2 separate regions of the Oryzias latipes genome follow, and region 2 is linked to region 1. A link is a contact called in public Hi-C data. All regions are on one chromosome and are shown on one strand. The core of a region is the stretch at or near the end of the contact, and the rest is flanking DNA. Distances in the headings are between cores, read along the strand shown.

The links. A called contact is a pair of places that touch in the nucleus more often than the background predicts.
Region 2: a contact with region 1 is called in a Hi-C map of gastrula embryo, with 6 times the contacts expected there. The contact joins the promoter of LOC101166490 here to the enhancer-like site in region 1. A contact is called at or near these places in 2 of 5 Hi-C or Micro-C datasets (embryo and gastrula embryo).

Annotation. Positions count from the first base shown.
Region 1 is chr14:26,688,640-26,695,481 of ASM223467v1, forward strand. LOC101175099 (14-3-3 protein epsilon) reads left to right here. Exons shown (of 7, transcript XM_023962322.1): 4 at 1,089-1,295; 5 at 2,193-2,329; 6 at 2,477-2,518; 7 at 3,660-4,486. The coding sequence ends at 2,484. Among protein-coding and RNA genes, the nearest start is that of LOC111948625, 7.0 kb to the left of the region's middle. Within about 2 kb of position 4,287, at least 2 of the 8 cell types and tissues checked have an H3K27ac peak or open chromatin away from gene starts, as enhancers often do. A contact at or near this core is called in gastrula embryo, where this site is marked.
Region 2 is chr14:27,153,165-27,160,287 of ASM223467v1, forward strand. It overlaps LOC101166490 (aquaporin-11), which reads left to right and starts at 2,579. Exons shown (of 3, transcript XM_004076841.4): 1 at 2,579-3,326; 2 at 6,349-6,465; 3 at 6,825-7,123. The coding sequence starts at 2,735. The coding sequence ends at 6,931.

The DNA.
Region 1 (6,842 bases), core at 3,037-5,536:
GAGGGGTTCATCATTTTCTTTTTGTGTTTAATCCACAAACATCCTAGTGTCACGGAATGAAAATTGTGTTTTTTGAGCTTAATGCACCAAATGTGATTCTAAACCTGAAACTCCGCCTTTTCTGATGTGGTCGGTTCTGTTAGACGTATTCCATGAAGAACTTTGTGGTTTTATCTTCGCACTCTGGACGCTTCATGATCAGATCTCACACAACAGTTTGTCTTTCAGTCGTCGGGCGGCTTCTGTTCTGTCGTTGTTTACATCCTCGGTGTAAACAGACGGACGTTAATGTGCATTTCTTATCATGGGATGATCTGCAGAGGCGCTGTGCCCCCACCCTCGAGCAAAACGATACAGCTTTTCATGTGTGAACCTTCTCCCAACTCTAGTTATGCATCATCTAGATCCGATCCTGGTCCTCCAAATCCACCATCCTCCGGGCGCCGCTTCAATAACCTCAGAGCTTCATTCTCCAATTATTTCTAAGCATAAAATATCATTTGAAGTGTTAACATTTGTTTAAAACTAAAATATTGGTTTGAGAAGAAAATGATTACAGTCTTGCTGTTTTTTTTTTTTTTACCACAGTATCTGAATGTTAACATGTTTAAGGAAATGTAAGTTATCTTTTTTTTCACAATTATTTGGAATTTGTTTTGCTCGTTTTTACTAAATGTTCATAATTATAAAATTCTTATAAACTGTCTGTGAAGATGGAAAAAAAGGCAGAAAAACCACTTTATACTTTTACTTGTATTTGATTGTTTATTTTTAGCAGAACATTTCTCTTTAAGGACACATTCTCAGTTCTTTCCATCCCTGGTGAAATAGATCTTAAACTCTGGTCTTGAGTGACTCTCAGAACCTCGAGGAACCGCTGCTGCTTTAAAGAGTTTCTGTATTTGATTTTGAAATTCTTCTAAGATGAAGCTGAACTACAAGCCACTGAGCTTTTGTCCCGACTCGAACCAGAATCTGACTGCTGGTGATGGTCCTTCTGTCCTCGTGTCGTGAGAAAGCGGATCCCTTTGACCTTTGGTGTCGTCCCCCCCCGTCCCCCCCCCCCCCCCCCCCCCCCCCCCCCTCAGGAAGGGAGATTACCACAGGTACCTGGCAGAGTTTGCCACGGGCAACGACAGGAAGGAGGCGGCGGAGAACAGTTTGGTCGCTTACAAAGCCGCCAGCGACATCGCCATGATTGAACTTCCTCCAACGCACCCCATCCGGCTGGGACTGGCCCTTAACTTTTCTGTCTTCTATTATGAAATCCTCAACTCACCGGACCGGGCTTGCAGGTGAGGCTTTTCGTCAAATGTTTTTATTTAGTTTCAATTCTTGTGTCTAATTCTGTCAGCATGGCGTCTGGGAATGTCTTAGAAAAGCTAAAAGTGACGTTTTAAATGCGTGGATGAGATCTATCTGGCCCGTAGGGGGCAGCCTTGTGTACAAAGTTTGCTCACACGGAAGTGACGTCATCCATCGCCCCGCTTTGTGACATCATGAGCTTTAGCCGATACACGCATTTCCCTGTGAAACGGCCCATTTGACAAGGCAGATGTCGCCGGTGACACCCAAGTAACACCCTTTTTGTACGTGAATCAGCTGATTCTGGCGTGGAGAAAACGACTTTTCGTGTCGGCTGTGTGCTACACTTTGTGTTACGTATAGAAGTGGCTTTTCTTCGCGTCAGAATCGGCTGGAATAAACGGTTGACGAGTTACCATAGTCGGAATTATGTCAACACTGGAGCTCAAGCTTAAACCCAGTCACATGACGTTGGGTTTAAGTGACATCACGCCGAGGAATCGGCTGGTTCAAGGTTGCGTGAGGTCATCATAAGCTATGATTTGCATTAAGAAAAAATATTTTAGATTCTAGTCTGGATTTAAAATGCAAAAAAAAAAGTGTTAACCACGTTGCCATGGAAACGGTGGTTGCTAAGGAAAAAATCAAATGTTAGTTTGTTTTAGAAACACGAAAACCTCTAAACACTTTGATCAGGGCCAGACATGCAAACCTCTCTATGGTTGCTATGGACTCATTTGTGTCTTTGTGGGAACAATCTGAACTCTTTTAGTGTTGTTGTGATGATTGTTTGGCCCGAAGAAGCCTCCAGAGATGGGGGGGCAGTTTTATGGTCTTTGAAAGCGTCGTCCAGATGTTCCTGAAGGGGTGATCTTCTGTGTCGACAGGTTGGCAAAGGAAGCCTTCGACAACGCCATAGCAGAACTGGACACGCTGAGCGAGGAAAGCTATAAAGACTCGACACTTATCATGCAGTTGCTACGCGACAACTTGACACTATGGACCTCAGACATACAGGGAGACGGTGAGAGAACCCTTCAGTTCTACTACTGCTCCTCTGGAGCTTCGTCCAGACGTTGCAGCTCTGCTTCCAATTCTTCTTCTGGTTTCTCCTGAGTCCCACCTTCCTCTTCTGTCCTCTAACTCCTCATCTTCCTCTCATTCCTGTCAGATTCTTAAGGATTCTCCTCCTCAGTAACACCGGTGTTTTTTTGTAAGTCATCCTTCCTGCCTTGAGCCTCCTCACCTCCTTCGCTCCTGTCTCACCTCCCTGACACCTCCTTCGCTGACCTCCTCACAGCGCCGCGTCGGTTTCATCAGCTGCTTCCTCTGTAAATGTTTGTGGATTGAAGTAAACGTTGAGAAGAATCGATGAGACGGAAGCTTCAACTGCAGTTCAGATCCATTCATTTGGTGGAAAAACCCAAACTTCCTGTCGCGGATGAAACAGCTGGTTAACCCCCGTTCACTAAACACTGCTTGACTTTAACCAACTGGTTGAAACTGGACCCACAGAGCAGCAGGGTGACGGACTCCGAACAAGTCCAGGTTCTGCTAGAAACCCGCGTGTTAGCAAGCTGCACGTTGGTGGGTCTTTGGGTCTTCTACCTACCGGTCAGGTTTCAGTTTCTCTCCAGAGGTTGTGCGAAAGAACTTTAGCCGACGTAAAGAAATAAACCTGAATTTAGTTTTCATTTAGTTTGTGCTGGTTTTGAAATCGCTGTAACCGATGATGAAAGCGGCTGTTGCTCATAAAGGTTTGTGTTCCTTCTGCTCTGAAAAGGTTCTGGACTAGTTTGGTCTGCTTCAGACAGCAGCTCACCCGGGTTAGTTGTGTTTGTGTCGATAAGAAGCTAATATGTGTCGGCAGCAGTTGGTAGGCAGGATTGTTTTCGGATCACTTTTCCCCCTTTTTGACATTTGAAAGTTTAAACCCGTTTTAGACCCTCTGCTGTTACTGGACTGCGGAGGTCAGAGGTCAGACGGAGTCCAGCTTTGGTTGGACTGATTTGCTCTGCCAGGCTCACGCTGCCTTCATGGACCGCAGGAACTCTCACTTCCGTATCGGTTTGGGTTCCTAAACTTTTACTCACTTCTCCGCTTGAAAGAACTTCAGTTTGAAGGAGAACGGTCGAACGGGGAAGCTGGCGTTGACACAGCAAACGTTTGGTCTTTGAACGCATCACAACTTCAGCAGGAAACAACAGGAAGGTTTGATTCTAAAAGACCCCCCCACTCCACCCAAAAAAAAAACACCACCTGTTCTGTGATCCACAGCTGATTCAGCACCTTTTCTCCACTGAATTATGGGATGTCCGGCTGCAGCTTCACCATGTTCTGTGTTCTCCTCTCAGGTGAAGAACAGAACAAAGAAGCAGCTCCAGACGCAGAGGAAGAAGCCCAGTGAGACTGAACCAGACCTCCTCTTCCTCCTCCTCCTCATCTCCTCGCAGCACTAGCCCTCCCCCCCCCACCCCCCCGACCCTCAGTCGCAGCTTCGTCTCCTCTAACCCTTCTCTCACCTGTTCGTACCTGTCTCCTCACCTGCACGTCTGTCCTCTCCGGGGCCGCCTGGTCTCCGCCTCCCGGGGTTTGACCTTTCCCGGAGCCCCGCCCCCTTTAGCGTCCACGTCCTCTTATACCGTTTATATTTGACTCTGCTCTCTCATCTGTTGCCAAGCGCGCTTGCCTGTATTTGTAACGAACATGCAAGAGTTTATTTAAAGACGAAGCCGGGTTTGTCCCGTGCAAGTGTTTTTTTTTTTTTCCCCCGAGCGGCGTCTCGCCCACGCCGTCGGCTGACAGGACGCGTTCAGGAAGAGCCGAGCGTGCTCCCTTACTTTGTGGTTCTTCAGCATTCACCTTTAGTCAGGGACTCCAGAAGCTCCGCCTCTCCCCTCATCCGTCACTGGACGGCTGCAGCGCTTTAGTTGAAGGCAGATAGCTAGGACGCCGCTTCTGCATGGGAGGGGAGGGGGCGGGGCTCCCATGTCATGTGATGCGGGTCTGGCCGGCTGCATCTGTGCTCTCCCGGCACCTCCTTTCACCTCCTCTCTTCTGTTCAGTACGTTGTAACAGGAACCCGGTTTGTACTACTGAATGTTCTCACCGGAACCACAAGAACCACGGCATGGAACTAACGTTAAACCTCCAATTAAACATGTCCAACCATTGTGTGCCAGCTGTCGTCCTTCTCCTCTTCTTTGCCACTAGAGGGCAGCGTTTAATCGACGGTGAACTCGATCTGTGGCTGAAACCGTTTTTTTTCAAGACATCGGTTCATCTGTGTCTGATGTTCAATGATGAAACAGCAGCTAATAAAAAATTTAAACAGTTACACCCTAACATGCTAGTTAAGTCTACAGGTTTTAATTGCTTTTTTGTTTTCAAGAAAAATAAAAGAATGTAACCTTTAATTGTTTAAAACAAAAAAAATCAGGAATTTCTGTTGTTTTTTTTCATCTGAACAGAATCATTTTCACATCAGCTCCTTAAGAAATAATGTGGAGAACACGGTGACTCGAATGTAGAAAATGATATAAAGTAAAATCATGTTGAAAAAATGCTTCGTGTAAAAGAAAAATCTCAAAACCTTTATGGATTAACAAAGAAAATGAGAAGAAATGGAGGATTAAAAATAATTAGTCTAGAATTTGGCTGAAAGTTTTTTTAACTGGGCAGGTAATGACGTCAGTTTCCTGTTCCCTTCAACCCTTGTGCTATCCTAGGCACTTTTGGGAGTTGGGTCATCTAGACCCCACTAGATGGTAAATGAAATCATCTCCACCTTTATTCACCTGGTAGGGATAACACGTCAATGTAAGGGTGGGGTCATAGGTTAGCACAAGGGGTTAACAAAGGGATGCAGCAGTGATAGGTTTCCGGTTTCATGCTTTGAATTTGGAGGGGGAAAAAAGTTAATTTATTCTGAAATAAATGTCTCAGAAGAACTAGTCATACCCCTCTTGCGCCGCTAGAGGGAGCCCCCTCACATCCGTGGATCAATGTTTGTATTTTTTTTAAAGAACTTTATTGAACGCAAAATGACGTGTCTTACTTGTTGTTTTGTTTGCACTTGGGGAAATGGAGTGTAAGTGAAATCTAATTTGGGCCAATAAATCAAAACAATTTGGGAGCTTTATTGCTAAATTTAGTTTGTGAATAAAATACTTGTGTAACCAAATCAGGAGGTTTATGAACCAAAATTGAGACGAAAGTTTCTTTTCATAATTACTGAAACCCCCAAAGATGTTTTTCCATGTTAAAGTACAATATGGATAACTTTTAATTTTTTCTTTTTTAGTTAATCTGTCGCAAATTTTTTCAGTGTTCTCTTAGATCAGTGGTTCTCAAACTTTCTTCAGTGATGTACCCCCTTAGAAATATATTTTTAGTCAAGTCCCCCCTGACACGGGCAAAACATTTTTGGAAGAAAAAAGAGGTACAGTGCTGTAAAGTCAAATTTATTCAAGCCAAACAACAGTGAACCTGACAAAAACATTCATATGGCAAACATTGCATGTACAAACAAAAAAGAAAAACAGAAGACGTTGACCACCAGAAGGCATAAAACCAGTTAAAACTCAAATGTGCAAAATGCTGCTAATAATAAATAAAATAAATAATATACATGAATAACAAAAATCTGTTCACAGAAATAAATCTATAACTTAATAATAAATAAATAATATTTAGTTTACAAAATAAATTAACTTAATAAATAAAGATTTGCTCACAAATAATAATTAATGTTAACTCTTTAAGGATAAAAAAAAGAAGATTGCATGTGAATCACTTTGCATTGAACATTTGACTTGAATTGAACAACATGTAACAGGCATTGATTTATGAACAGGAAAAAAATGTACTCAATACAATTCAATGACAAATATGAGCTTGCACCTCACTGAGGATCTTTGTCATTCTTGGTGGCAAGGAGGCAACTGCAGTGATCAAGCTCTTCTCCAGGCACCGTCTGTTTCTTTGCTTCGTTTTGATCAGCATCATTGCTGAGAAGGAGGCCTCACATAAATATGTGGATGCAAACGGTAGCAGCTGCTCCAAAGCTTTCTGTCCCAGCTCAGGGTGCTCCTGCCTCACACACAGCCAAAACTGTGTGAGAGTGGATGCACCAAACTTCATCTGCAGGCCACGGTCAGATGATACTTCCATCAGTTTTTCCTGATGAGTGACAGGAAGCTTGCTTCTGTTTGCTTCAGACAAGAGAAATGGGTTTCTCACCCAATCCAGCTGCACAGATTTCTCATCCATGTCAGGAAAGTAGGAGTGAAAACCACTGATCAAGTTAGCCAAATGTCCCACTATGACTAACTTCACCGGAGCTGTCGCCACATCCTCATTTGAGAGAAAGACATCCAACTGAGGAAAGCAGGTGAAATCCTCCTGATCACATGCCCTTTTCCACATCTCTACTTTCTTCAGGAAACCACCCACCTTGTCATACAGGTTCAGGATGCTGGTGTCCTTGCCCTGCAGGGACATGTTCAGTTCATTCAGTTTCCTGAATATATCTGCCA
Region 2 (7,123 bases), core at 1,329-3,828, 460 kb after region 1:
GTTTAAACTTTAAATACATGTTTATTTAAAAAAACTATGTGGAGATGAAGGTTTATTACCTAAAAATTGACTCAAAATAAGATTACAAGCGTTTGTGGTATTTTCTTTCTGTGTTTGATTTGTATCAGAGTGGGACTTCTGTGTTTTTATTTGGATCTTTGTGTTTGTATGTCTATGTCTGATTATTTTCAGATGTGCTGGAAAGGGTGTGTCCTCCCAATGGACCCAACCTGATGGAGGCAGCCTTTTTTAACCCTTGTGCTATCCTAGGCACTTTAACATTGGAAGTTGGGTCATCTAGACCCACTAGACCAGGGGTCGGCAACCCAAAATGTTGAAAGAGCCTAATTGGACGAAAAAAACAAAAAACAAATATGTCTGGAGCCGCAAAATATTAAAACCCCTATTTAAGCCTTATAATGAAGGCAACACATGCAATATGTATCTATATTAGCTATATTAGCCTACTGTCAAAATGACTAAGTTGGCTACAAATACATAATGAGCATTATTAACGATTAAATGTATTGCATTCTGTGGAGAACGACGCATCACGTGACTGCTCTGTTGTGCAAGTTTAACTTCATTATAATATCAATGAATTATGTTTCATTGCTTTGATAAAATTAAAGAAATGTAATACAGAAATCCGATTTTTGATGTCATTTTTATTTTGAGGATTCGAACAAAAAACAATAAAATGGAACGTGCGTGCCCCATGACGGTCAGCTTGAATGACAGAACAGATTCAAGCATTTGCGGCGCAGAGTTTTCCCGCCACTGGAGACTTTCATTCAGCTCGTTTAGGTGGCCTGTCAGTCATATCCACCGAAACGTGCAGCTTTTCCAGCATCTTCCAGTTGCGGGTAGTTAAGGTTTATGCTTTTCAGGAATATTTTCACGTGTTCTAAACAGACGACAAAGCGACACAAAACTTCACCCCTGGACAGCCATCGGACTGTGTTGTGTAGCAGGAGATCAGAATATTTGCTTTCAACTTCATCGATTTCCATCAGCCACCTGCCGATGTGTGGGAGGGGGAGAGGTTGATGACGCCTGTGCAATGTTCAATGTGGTGTGTGTTCAAAATAATAATGGGCTTTAAATGCTGGAAAGGAGACTGCGCTTTCAGCTTCTCTTTCTGCCTCCTACTCTCAGACTGTTCGGAGTCGTGCGGTGTTTGGGACACGGACAAACCTCCAGCGTAGCCAGTTGATTGACAGCTCAACTTTTTGACAGCTTGGCTCCCGTATTTCCCGCTACAAGTGACGTTCCTGCTGGGCGTTACAATATTTATTCTACACATTCTTACAGTATTGGAAAACGTTAAGAATGTTTGTCTTGTTGTTCCTCCTGCAGAAACCACATTAAAACAAAATATATATTTCTCTCCCCCATCTTTTTACATTTTCAAACATTTTTGAAAATGCTCCAAGGAGCCACTAGGACAGCGCTAAAGAGCCGCATGCGGCTCCTGAGCCACGGGTTGCCAACCCCCCCACTAGACAGTGCTCTGAACCTTTTTTCTTCAATGATTTGTGATCTTCACTGGTGTCCATGGATTACATGAAATCTTTCCACCTTTATCCACCTTTGTCATGGTAGGGAGAACACGTCAATGCAAGGGGGGGGGGGGTCATAGAATAGCATAGGGGGTAAAAGCACCACATGGACCTCCAGACCATGAGAAGGGAGTTTGGCTGCAACCAGTCTCCATTGATGCTTGGCCCACTTCTCCATTTTGTTTTATTCTCCACCTGTTTTGTTGTGTGTTGCACTTTAGTGTTGTGTTTTGGTATTTTGTAGTTTTTTGTGGTTTTGTGCCCACTCTGTTTAGTCTTTTGGTTTGTAGTTATGTTAAGGGAAGCTGTAGGGGTGAACTGCCATTTTATTTAGAACATTTTTTCTGTTTTTGTTAGTTCAGTGAGGTTAGTGTTTGTCTTTGTTTTCTCTCTTTTCCTTTGTACAGGTAAGTCCCTTCCCTTCGCCCAAGTGGCCGGGATAGGCTCCGGCAACCCCGTGACCCCGAAAGGGAATAAACGGTTAAGAAGATGAATGAATGAATGAATGAATGAATGAATGAATGAATGAATGAATGAATAAAATTGGTAGCCAAAACATAACTTTATGTTATGCCCCCCTAGGTACCCGTAGAGTCAGAAGGGGGCATAACAACAAGTTAATTACAGATCAGAAGTTGGGGGTCCGATTTATTTAAGATTTGAATAAATACGTGTAAATATGCTTTTTATTTTCATAGCATTTTGTTGAGTTAAGGAAAACAAGTTTTGAATATCTAGTACTTTTTATTCAACAAAAACGGAATGTTTCACTGTGATTTTTTTAAAATAAACATTATCAGTAAACTATAGTGTTGTCAAAATTCTATCCATATATTCAAGAACTTATCAAATCAAACAAATGAGCTTCCAAACATTTGGAACTTTATCAATAAACATTCAGCTCACCTGTTCCATTGAGTTAAGTCGGTCTGCTCTGCTGCTGCGCAGCGTTCACTGGCTGCTGCACTGGACTACTGCAACTTTTTTTTGGGGGGGGGGGGGGGGGGGGGGGCTAAAACTCCGTCGTATCTTTTACCTTGACAGGAACAACGTCTTTTATTTTGAAGGATTGAACTTCCACGTCTCTTGGCAGCTTCGCTTTGAAGAGGCGGCGCGCGGACAACCTGCTGGACTTTGACACATTCCCACATCTCGGGGGACCGTCTGCAGTCATGACGGACGCGTGGGCCTCTGTGGCGGTGCTGTGCGCTGCGGTCCTCCTCTGTGAGACGCTCCGGCGCGTGGGGGCGCGTGTCCTCACGGGGGCTGGCTGGATTTACCTGCTGGAGGCGGTGTCCACCTTCCAGCTCTGCTGCTGCACCCACGAACTCAAGCTGCTGGGGGAGGTGGCGCAGCAGGAACCGGTGCTGGGTTTGACCCTCACCTACATGATGACGGTTGTCCACGTGATGACGTTCCGGGAAGCGACGTGTAACCCCGCAGCGGCGCTGGAGAAACTTTGTCGCGGCACTTCCAGCGTCAAAGTTGCTGCGCGGGTCGTCGCGTGCCAGTTCGGAGCCGCGTTAGCCGCGCGGTTCTTCGCCCGGTCCGTGTGGTCGCTGGGTCTGTCCGACAGCCACACCCGGCACCAGAAGTTCGGCTTCAGGTGCTTCGACCCGCTCGGCGGGACTGTGCTGGAGGCGGCGGGCGCGGAGCTGGCCTGCGCCTTTGCCTTCCAGGCGGCGGTCATGCACGCGCACAAAGTGGACGAGAAGCTCAGAGTGCACGTGATCGCCGGTGTGGTGACGGTGGCCGTTTACGCAGGTGCGCTGAAGCGGCCAAAGAAGTACTATACAAAATAGTATTTATACTTTTTAAAGTCAAATTCAAAGAATATATCAAATAAGTGGTTGTTTTAATGGCTCATGCTTAAATAGGTTTGTTGTTTTGAATAGAGTCCATTACTAATGAGGTTACTTTAGTTAGCCTACAGTCAGAACGACCGCTCCCCCCTTAAAAATGATGACGTCACGGCGGGAGAAACCATTAAAAAAAGTGTGAATGGACGCCAAAACCTCCTATGGGGCTCGAAATAAATGTTATAAATCCTCTAACACAACCAAAAACATGTGTAGGAGCCTTCCAAAGCAACTTTTGAAATTATTATGGGATGGCCACTGGAACAACGGTTTAGCGGCCATTTTTTGGCAATAGAAATTTGTTGATTTTTTTTTCTTTTTGCACAATATGGGAAAAGCGTTTGTTTGTTTGTGCGATCTTCACAAAATTTCACAAACCTGCCACCAGGGGGGTATTCCAGGAAGCATGTTTAAACTAGCCTGACTTTAAGCCCGAACTCTGGCTGAAATCTGCCTGAACTTGCTAACTCTGGGTATGTCGGTTCCAAAAGACCGGATATGAGTTGGCGTAATTACGCTCGACTTGGTAACCGTGGGTTAACGCACGGTACATAAAGACATTCTCAATAGATCGCCGATCTCTGGAGTCACCATGGAAACGCGAGGTGAAAAAAAAAGAAAGCGCTGTACTTAAGTGAGATACTGAGATTTTAATCTTCTTCCACTTTCGGCTTCTCCCATCAGGGGTCGCCACAGCAAACGAGTCGCATGGTAAATTTGGCAATGTTTTACGCCGGATGCCCTTCCTGACGCAACCTTCTCAAACCGGGCTAGAGGTAGAGAAGGGAACAGGGAGGAGCCCGGATTCGAACCCGGGTTTCACGGACGGAAGGCGCCGTAAACCAGCACGAGCTAAACTGGCTCGTGATACTGAGATTTTAATGACGGCGGAAAAAAATTACAAGTCCATCAAAAAAGTAACATGGCTGAAAAATAATTTAAATAATTTAGTTAAATTAATTCAAACTCAATAATTGTTTATACAACTCAAATTTACGTATTTATCTAACTAAATGTCACATTACTCCATTAATCTTTTTTCCATCTTAATTCCTTGTATTTCTTGAACTTTCATATGTCTAAGTTTGAGCCGGCAGATATGCTCATTTTTATAACAATAAAAAGAACGGAAAAAAATGCACGGAGTGCAAAAATTCATTAAAGAATTTTCCATCACTGTCATAACACATTTATGTGGTAGTGGTGCTATATAAACTCATCATCCTCTCCCTTACTCTCACTCATGGTGCAGAGACGTAAGCATAGTAGGACAAAATAGCTCGGCAAAACACGGTGAAACACAGTAAAACAGCTATACAACTAAACACATTTTGTAAAAAACCCACACTTAAACCCAAATCCGTCCAGACAGGCAAAGGGAATGATATCCCAGAATCCCTTGCGGTGCCGATCTAACGGCAGCACCAAAGTTACACCTACTTAATTGAATTAATTTGAACGAAAGGAAAATAATTGTCTGAAAACTACGTGTTATTTTTAAGGTGACCTAACAAAAAAAATGATTTATCTTAACTGAAGCAAATAATTAAGTTAGATCAAAGTAAAAAAGTTTATCTTTCCAACATCCATATGTGGTCTTATCGCCCTCTCATGGTGGAAAAAGTATTATCTGAGCTTCTTCATCCACTAAATCATCTTCAAATGGACACGCCATGCTGCTTCACCTCTCTGTAAACAAACTAAGCTTCAACTAAACCTGCTCCAGACCAGGTTATGTTCAGAGCATGAGTTGCCATGGTAACTTGACCTACCCTGAAACATACCTCCATTTCTGGAACCAAAAGCTGAGGTTATCAACTTCCTTAGCCTCAAACATATCGGGGGAGCTAGCATAACCTGCTTTCTGGAATACCCCCCAGGTCAAGTCTACAACCACAAAGTTTTGTTGACCTTGGGAAGAGGCCGCCATCTTGAATGATAAAAAAAATAGGACCCGCCTACTTATTCAAATACTTAGGAATTTGGATCAATCGCCCCCAAACACCTTGAGCATTATAAGAAAGGTTCACTGTGGGGAGGTTTGTAGTTTTTGAGAGCTGTTAGCGTGGCTAGCTTGCTAAAGTGTCGTGTCCCTGTCGCTCACACATCTTTTACCGGAATATTGTCAAAGTTGAAAACATGAATCTCTGTCTGAAGCCAAACAAAACAGCATGACGTACAATATGAACATATTAAGAATGAGGGCGTGGTGATCAAAAACCTGCGTTGCCAAGAAATTCCAAAAATGTACTTTTGCCGATTCTATTAAAAATGACAAAGACCAGCTGGTAACCACCAGGTGACCCCAAAATAAAATGGTTGCTATGGAGATAAAACCAACAGAAATGCCACTATTCTGAGAAGTCTGTGTGTTACGTGCAGCTCTAATTTGGGTGGCGGGGGCGGAGTGAGTGGCGTGTAGGAGCTGCTCAGCCATTAAGCCTGCAGGCTGAACAATGCCGCCCGCGGCTTTAATTGGATATTAATTTTATTGATCAACCTTAAAACTAGTTTGTTTTTTTTAAGAACCTGCAGACTCTTTAGGGAGTACAGGGAAACCATGATGCCACCTCTGCCGTGTTCTACAGTTGGAATACATTTCTTTCAACAAGAATTTTGTATTTTATGCTTTAAAAATGACTTGACGTTATTTTCTATTTAATCTTCATGATAAAATGTAGGAAATCTGTAAAACTATTTGCAGTATTTTAATCTAATTTATTAAAAGACAAAAGAAAAGCATAATTCTGAGAAACTGAAGCCTCTTTAAACTTTTTTTTGGCTTTTAAAAAAACGATTTGGAATATTAGACTATAACTGAATATTTTAGATCAACGGTCCAGAAAAGAAACTTAAAAGAAGACTTTTTAAAAAAAATGATCTCTCTTTAAATAACTGCAGGCTCCCTCTCCCTTTTGTTTTTGCAGTTGGAAACCTTTCCGGGGCGGTTTTTAACCCCGTCCTGGCCTTCTCTGTGCAGTTCCCATGCGGTGGTCACTCTTACCTGGAGTACTGCTTCGTCTACTGGCTGGGACCCGCTTTAGGTGAGGGGCGGGGCTTCAAGCCCTCCTTGTTTCAGGTTCTTCAGCGGTTGTAGTTTAACGTTTATCACACAAACAGTAGAGAAGGGTTTATGTTGCCAGTACAAACATGCAGGTTGTTAAAGAAAACATAAGGTTGCCTGCAGGATTTTCTAAAAGATAAACTTTACTTTAGAATATGAACATATTTGGGCAAGAACACAGTTCAAACAAGAAAAAGCTTGTACTTTTGTAACCACAATCTTTTCCAGGTGACGTCATTTTTTATTTACCTGAAGGAAACTTTAGGTTTTCTTTGCGTATAGCAGCTTTAGAGCTGGGCGGGTTTAAAGGCTCGCTCCTGTTTGTAATCTCATCTACAGGCATGGCGAGCTGCATCCTCCTCTTCGAGAAAATCCTCCCCTTCCTGTCTGGAAGGACCGCCGCTGAGCCTGACAGACCTGAGGTCCAGAAGCAGAAGAGGCTGTGAGAGCAGCATCTTCACTTTGGCGTTTCCTTCCTTCAATTACAGAATCATTGAGCAAATATTTGTTCTTTAGTCCAGCAGAAGTATAACAAAGCTGCAGGAGGAGCGGTTTCCTGCTGCCTCACATAAGACTCCTATTGGTTAAAAACAGTTATCAATAAAAAAGAAAATCTTTATCCCACTTTAGGATGAAAA